2 separate regions of the Mus musculus genome follow, and region 2 is linked to region 1. Evidence: chromatin contacts called from public promoter capture Hi-C data. All regions are on one chromosome and are shown on one strand. Each heading gives the region's core, a stretch centred on a gene start, on an enhancer-like site or on the middle of the called end of the contact. The rest is flanking DNA. Distances are from core to core; before and after follow the strand shown. Region 1 holds the start of Scamp2 (secretory carrier membrane protein 2). Region 2 holds the start of Csk (c-src tyrosine kinase).

Evidence for each region. Promoter capture Hi-C pulls out the DNA fragments that hold promoters and counts their contacts.
Region 2: a promoter capture Hi-C map of erythroid cells shows a contact between it and region 1, with 7 times the contacts expected there. The contact joins the promoter of Csk here to the promoter of Scamp2 in region 1. A contact is called at or near these places in 21 of 39 promoter capture datasets (the 3T3-L1 cell line, 3T3-L1-derived adipocytes, the C10 cell line and 14 more), 4 of 15 datasets of contacts at CTCF or cohesin (CD8 T cells, the NIH/3T3 cell line, embryonic stem cells and 1 more), 30 of 484 Hi-C or Micro-C datasets (the 3T3-L1 cell line, B cells, CD4 T cells and 22 more), 37 of 115 datasets of contacts at active chromatin or transcription factors (the 230-238 cell line, CD8 T cells, the HPC-7 cell line and 25 more) and 5 of 9 other capture datasets (adipose tissue, bone marrow-derived macrophages, liver and 2 more).

Annotation. Positions count from the first base shown.
Region 1 is chr9:57,559,023-57,562,790 of GRCm38.p6, forward strand. Scamp2 (secretory carrier membrane protein 2) reads left to right here and starts at 1,922. Exons shown (of 9, transcript NM_022813.3): 1 at 1,922-2,088. The coding sequence starts at 2,032.
Region 2 is chr9:57,643,947-57,647,714 of GRCm38.p6, forward strand. Csk (c-src tyrosine kinase) reads right to left here and starts at 1,707. Exons shown (of 13, transcript NM_007783.3): 1 at 1,049-1,707.

The sequences.
Region 1 (3,768 bases), core at 672-3,171:
TTGTTCAGTGGCAACGTGTTTTACTTCCCAAGGCTGCTCACCTGTGTGGTGTATCTTACTTAGCTGAAGGGCAGAACCAGTCTCTGACAGAAGTCTCTGATTTGAGGGTCAGGGTCCTGAGGGAGAGTCTCCAGCTGCAGGGCAGATGAAGACGAATTCTCTCCAGATGTGGAGAGCAGAGTCTGGCTCTTGGTCTCCACTCACATTCTGTCCATTGAGTGTCATGGAGTTCTAGGACTGCGTCTAGTTATCTTGAGTGGGTGATATCGCACTGGGTTCTGGTTATTGAGTGGATATCTGCTTTGGGTGTATTGGGATTCCTGGCTAAGCAATTTTTACATGTCAAAAAGGCTTTTTTTTTGTCTTTACTATTCTCATTGTACATTGGTACTAGTTAGAAGAGACAGCATGTACAAAGGCCATGAGACAAGAGAGAATAGGGAAGTTCCAGGAACTGAAAAGCCACTAAAGAGTAGAATGAAGAAGTGTAGGCAAAAGAAGGGGTGAGAAGAGATGGGGACTACACATTCAAAAAGACTCTGAGGGCAAACTAAACAAGTGGACTTCACACAGCAGAATGGTTTAGGGGTGAGGGTGCTTGCTGCTGTGCCTGGTGACCTGAGTTCAGTCCCTGAAAATCACATAAATGTGGGAGGAGAGAACCAACTCCACATTAGCCCCTAACACATGCGCTCCCATCCACCCCTCATGTGCACACAGCATCACTACTACCACTACAAGAATGACTACTACTACCACCATGACTATTAAAAAAAAAAAAAAAAAAAAAAAAAGCTTAAACGAGATCACTGGGTAGTTCTGAAGTGGACCTGTCAGATTACTGTTGATAAACTCCCCAGGATGTAGAAAGATGATGTCTTCATTGTAAATAGTTTTGTTTGAGATTCTTAGGAAATATCTTGGAAAAGGACATGAACATTCAAGCTTTAAGCCTGATTCATTTTACTCTAACATAAAATATACACATAGTAAAGGAATATTAACTTTATGTCAACAGCCTTTAACAGTAAATGGTAATTATGCTGGAATTTTTTTTTTCTTAGCTGGTGAGAAGAGTATCAATCAGACTCTAGGATGAGAGATTCCTCAAACCTACAAACAATAAAAAGGCAACAAAACCAAGAAAAGCAAACCAACCTGCCAAAAACCCTGGAAAAACAATAACCAAACAACCAAAAGCAAACAAAACAAAACAAACAAACAACCCCCCAAATAAAAACAAAACAAACAAACCAAAACCACAAAAATCAAAAAACCCATCTGGTTGCAACACAAGAATAGACCAATCAGTAGCGCTGTTCTATTCCAGGGTAAGAAACGATTCAAGCTAGATTTCACAGCGGCCCGAAAGACATGGATAAATAAGTTTGTGAGTTTGTGAGTGAATTAACTACCACCTCTAGGATATCTATGAAATCACAGGAGGGTGGAGCCTAAAAGAAATCCTGCTTATCTAGGGCAGGGGTTGATGCAAGGTCTTCCAGCTTTATCCTGGAGCACAGTTGTTCAGATAACTCCTGTTTGACATGTCTCCCCTGTCCTTTTGGTCCGGGACTTGCTCGAACGCCTCAATTTTGCCCTCTAGGAATGAATGCATGATCCTTTCCTGCCAGTCCTTTATTTGGAAGCTCAAAATAAATACACATAGGAAGGAAGACATCAGAAGAGATTCTGCACCGGAGGACTAAGTGGATAGAAGGTTTGGGTATGTAGCTCAAGGCTACACCTATGTCTATTATTCGTGAGACCCTGGATTCTATCCTCAGCATCTCTGGAGATAAAAAGAAAGTGGATGGAGACAGAATGAATAACCTTCGCTTTCTAATAGGCTGGGCAGGGGCGGAACGGACCTTTGTGACGTCCAGGGCCACGCCCCCACAGAGGGCGCTACGCCTGCGCCAGAACGGCTGCCTTGCTCCCGGAAGTGGAGGGTTTACACTGTGTGCCGCTGGGTCTGAGTGACCAAAGGCAGTAGCGCTCGCGGAGATCACCCGCTGGCCCTCGATCACCATGTCGGCCTTCGACACTAACCCCTTCGCGGACCCAGTGGACGTAAACCCCTTCCAGGTAGAACCCCCAATTCTCAGATTTCTTTAGGGAAAAGGGCTGCGGCCTGGGCCTCTTTCGCCAGAGCCGGGGACGTGGCGTAGGAGGGACGGATCACCTGTCCAATGGGAGAGCGGTATCTGAAGGCTGGCCTATCATAGTTTGTATGGAGGCGGGACTTTGCAACAGGTGGAACTGCGGCAAGGGGGCGGGGCGCTGTAAAGAAGTGGGCACTTAGAGCACCCCGGGTTGTAGCCCATCCGACCGGCCTCTGCTGGAGAAAAGGGCCAAGCACGCGCTTATCCTGGGGAGGTGTCTTAGAGTCAGAAAGGGAAGCAAAATGTTGCTGTGCCATTTCTACAGTCTTGGGGGATCTACCTGTATTGAGTCATCCTAGGAGAAAGGCTCATTGAAACATAATGAGGAAGTAGAAGTCTGTTGGGGTGGAGAAATGTGGAGATAACCCAACACCTAACAGCAACAGCAGTAGCGAAGCAAGCATCTAAAGTACAGGAGAGTCCCTAGTGTTTATCAAGAAGGCTGAGAGAGGGTAGGAAGAGAGGCCAAGCCAGAAAATTACTTATTGGCCAAGCACTTTGTTTGGATTGAGTTTGGGCCACACACTTTGAGGAGAGGGAGGTGAAGGAGCTTGGAGCCCAAGGTACACGGGTCTGACAAATCTGCATGGGTGGTTACCGGCCTGACCTTTGGAACTTTGAAAGAATACAACAGTCTTCGGACCTAAGCCAAAACCTTCGCGTGGAGAACGCAGAGATGCCCAGTTGTCTATGTTGAAGAACTGGAACTCCTTTTAGTGCCAAGGCGCGTTCTACTTCTCCTTTCATGTCTGCCCGAAACCAGTTTGAGGGACGCATGCTTGTGATGACTGGGGATTTATGAGCGCAGCTGTTCCTCCGGTGTTAGTATGTCACCAAGCTCTTGAATTCGTCTTGCTGGTGCTTTATTTTGGTCCTCTACAGCTTCAGCATTTCCTGAAGGTGTTGGAGAAGTCCACTGAGCTTTTCCAGGGTGGGTCCTTCCAAGGGTGGGAGCAAAGCAAAGGCGCCTTGAACTAGATGGTTATACACTCAGGGAGTAGAGTATGACCATCTTCTCTTTTGAAGTTTTGCAGTAATGGGATTGAACCAGAGCTTTGTTCGTTCTAGGCAAATCCTCCACCGCTGTGCATATTGGGTAACACTGAGCCCTTGGATTATTTATAACAGGATCTCTTCATCTAACACAGCCTGGCTCTGAACGCCCTATGTGTCTGTCACATGGTGGTCTTGAACTTGGGGTCCTTCCTCTACCTCCCAAGTGCAGCCATAACTAGCTCGAGCCACCACACCCAGCCAGGCCGAGAGTGGAAATTTTATGCTTCTTTCCCAAGGTGACCTAGCTGATAGGAACCCTTGGGCAGATTTTGGTAGTTGATTCCTTGCTACACTGGGGAGTTTAGAATATATTCTTGTAGCTTAATGCTTCTTGACAGAGCCTTTGCAGGGAACATGTCTCTTACATAAGGCAAACGTTTGCCTCTATTAGTTTAGTGAGGAGAAGAGTATTTGCATTTTTCCTGTTGCTGTCTTCTGCTAACTCCTTTGATTTAATGATAGATTGTTTTATAGTACTGGGGTTCTGTTATGTATAGCAAAAGTCCAGCAGTCTCTGGGAGTGTGTGGTATATATGATGTTCCTCTG
Region 2 (3,768 bases), core at 457-2,956, 85 kb after region 1:
CAATGCATACGATATCTCGGCCTGTAAGAAGACAGCACTGAGGCCGGAAGCCCTTTCCCTCTTCTCTAGCCCTCTGCAAGGGAACACGTGCTCGCTCACCCCACAAGGTCCCTCTTGGGTCAGGCTGGAGACTGCCAGTGTCCCTGGTAGTTACAGAGTGGGTCTGGTTCCCCTCCACCTCCAGCCATCCATCATTGCAGAAGTGGGAATGAGAGACAGCTAGCCTCCCTCCATCAGGAGCCTGGAATATGACCTGCCCCTTGGGCCTCAGTTCCCTGCTATACAAAATGATCAAAAAAAAAAAAAAAAAACTCCTACTTAAGCTCCAAAGATCCAGTGACTGGACACACCCCTTCCAAATAACTGGTCTGGGTCCTGAGAAGCCTGGGAAAATAGACTGATGAGGATGCTGGGGGTGGGGGTGGGGGGAACGGGGTACAGTACCAATGCCCAGTGTCACCTCTACGCAGACTGGAAGCCCTGCCCAGTTTCTCCACCCAAGGGTCAGAGGTCCCTTGCTTTAAGCCTGATCCTCTGGCAGGTCAAGGGTGACAGGCTTAGTTCAAGGACCCGGCCTTCTATCAGGCACAAAGGGAGGTGGCATGGCCCTGGGCTGCTTGGAGCCAATAGAACCTCTGTGCAACGACTGAAGTAGAGTTCAGAACCAGACAAGCCAGGATACCTTCAGGGAAGCCCTGAACGGGAAAGGGCAAACGCCCGGGAGTCCGGCCCATACCACTTCTCTTCCTCCGGGGTCCAGCCACTTCCCACTCTGCTCTCCTCACGGGAGTTGGGGGGTGGGAAGGTAGGACTCTGCAGACCTAAGCCAATTCTCTCGTGGTGCTGGGTAGTACTACCTCCCTTGTGGCTCATTCCCAGTAGTGTTCTGACAGTGATTCCCGGGAGAATTCGAACCCGTTTGGGAGGTGGGGGGTTGGGGGGATGGGTGTGGGCGCGGCGGTGGTGGCTACAGAGGCGGGACGAGCGACCTCCTCCCTTCTAGGGGGCATTAGGACACCCACCTCCTTTGGGGCTGCCCAGCACTCACCTCTCTGGGGGCACTGCGGTCCAGGCCTCCTCACCGAGGGCGGCATCAGTGGCCTGCAGGACAGTCCATGCGGCCAAGGGGGAGGGGAGGGGCACAGGGGTCCCCAGGGGGTGCGGTACAAAGAGGTGTATGGATGCGAAAAGAGAGGGAAGGGGAGCCAGACAGGCAGGGGGACTGCCGCGCAGCCCCAGGCGGGGAGGGAAGAAAGGCGGGGGAAGGGGGCGGGAGGGAGTCCGGGGGGGAGGAAACAATGTAGCCGGCGCGGCCCCGGCAGAGTTCCGCTTCCGAACGCGGCCACGGAGGTTCGGTTTGGGGACGTCGCGCCGCCGCCGGGGGGCCGCCCCGGGCGTTCGATCGCCGCTCGCAGGGCTTGCCTAAGCCCCACACCCCGGAGGCTGGGCGGCCAGAGGCTGGCCAGGCGGGAGGGACGGCTGGCCCGGGGACGGCCCCGACGGCGGCGCGGCCCGGGTTGGCCCTGCTCGGACCCCACCCCGGTGGGATTCCCCGGGGCAGGGCGCAGGGTGGCGCGGAAGCGCAAGGAAGGCAGCAGGCTCAGCGGCGGCGGCCAACCTCAGCTCGCCCGGGCTCCGATGGGAGGAAGCTCGCAGGCCTGGTGAGAGGAAGCGCGGCCCGGATCCTCCGCCCGCTGCGGCGCGCCTGCGCGAGGGGGCCTGCCGGGCGAGCAGCGGGGCGTGGGTCGGCGCCCTCTGCTGGACCTTGGAGGAAATGCGGGGGGTGTGTCCGCGTCTACGCCCTGCCCCCACTTGCTGGCCTTCGCGAAGGCTCCCGAAGGTCCTTTCAGAGGGCCACCAGCATGCTAGAGCCAACCTCTCAGCTTCCTCTAGGCGAAGCTTCCTTGCTAGAGTGGAGGTTAGGCCTAGACTCTTCTGGGACAGTAAGCATGCATTTACACGGCCCCTGCTCTGTAGTCTACCACCGTCTCTGCTTCCTCCTCCTCCTTCTCCTCCTCTTCCCCCCCCCCCCCCCCCCAGCGAAGTTTTCTTTCTATAGTGGAGGCTAGGCCTAGACTCTTCTGGGACAGTAAGCATGCATTTACACAGCCCCTGCTCTGTAGTCTACCACCGTCCTTCTCCTTCCTTCTCCTCCACCTCCTTTCTCCTCTCTCCTCCTCCTCTTCTTCCTTCTCTTCCTCTTCTTCCTTCTCCTCCTTTGTAGTTTTTTTGTTATCTTTTGTTTTTCTGAGACAGGGTCTCACTATGTAGCTCTGGAACTTGCTCTGTAGACCAGGCTGGCCTCGAACTCATAAAGATCTGCCTGCTTCTTCCTCCCAAGTGCTAGAATTAAAGAGTGCATTTCCGGGCGGTGGTGGCCCACGCCTTTAATCCCAGCACTCAGGAGGCAGAGGCAGGTGGATTTCTGAATTTGAGGCCAGCCTGGTCTACAAAGTGAGTTCCAGGACAGCCAGGGCTACACAGAGAAACCCTGTCTCGAAAAACAAAACAAAACATAAAACAAACAAACAAAAAGAGTGTGCATCACCACTACCCGGCCGGAGTCCACTTCTTAAAACCTCTATATCTGCCAAATTCTCATGAGGGGTTGTTGCAAAAATATTGTCACAAAGAACAAATTGATAAACAATGAAAAAAAAAAAAAAGGTACAAGGTCCACAAGAAACAGGAAAGAAGGGAACATGGGTTGATTTTCTAGATCTGGGAACACAGCAGGGAGACCTGACTTACTTCGTGTGTAGGGGAAAGCAGAAAGAGATGCGGTCAGTCCTGCAAGCTACAGGGCCAAAGAACCACAGAGCTTCTTGGAACTCTTCCGGGCTTTATTTTCAGCTGAGATGCAATAGGGAAGTTGTCACTGGCTGTGTAACAACGTCGGACCAGTTAGCTAATCTCTGTCTGTCCTTTTCCACTGTGGTTTGGTAAAGTGAGCAAGAGCGGTACCACCAACTTTGTAAGGTTTTGTGGAGAGGAAATGAGTTAATAGGTTTGAAGTGCTCGGTGCGCAAGTGGCACGTGGTGAGTCCTCAATTAAACACGGGCTGTTATTATGCACCATTGTTAATGAGGAGTCCGGGATCCTCCCGGAGCAATTTGCTCTCAGCTACAGGAGCAAGCAGTGCTCCTGTATGGGAGGGCCACAGAATGGAAGCACAGTGGCTAGAGAGAAGCCAGAAAGTCCGTTGGAGGTGCTAGGTGTAGGAGCACTTTCTAAGGACCAGGACTGAAAGAGGGTACTAGTTTAGGAGCAGGGGATGGGGGTGAGGGAGTGGGAGGGGGATCTTCAGATGGGAGAGGAGACGCTGCTGGCAAAGACTTGGAATGCAATGTAAAGTGGTACTGACTGAGGGGAAGAAAGGGGCTCTGTGAGAAGCAAGGTTGCAGATTGCAAATAACTTAAAATGTTAGAAGCAGGAGTTGGATATGCTCAACTCCCACCCCAGACGACAGGTTGGTCTTCTCACCCAGCATGCCTAGTACCAGTTTGCTTACAGGGAACTGGTTCTTTAGGGACACCTTTGGTGGAGGCACCTAGAAGATCTCAGAGTTAGGTGTGACACAGAGGGGGGGGGGGAAACAGATATTTGGGGACCGAATCTCAAGGTTAAATCTCAAGAGCTGTGTGGCTTTGAACTAGTTACCTAAGGTCTCTGAGCTGTTTCCTCTTTGGTGAGATCAGGCTGAGAGCATGCCTCTTTCATGAGAGATGGTGCAGATTCAGCAAGATAACAGGCCTGGAGTGATGGT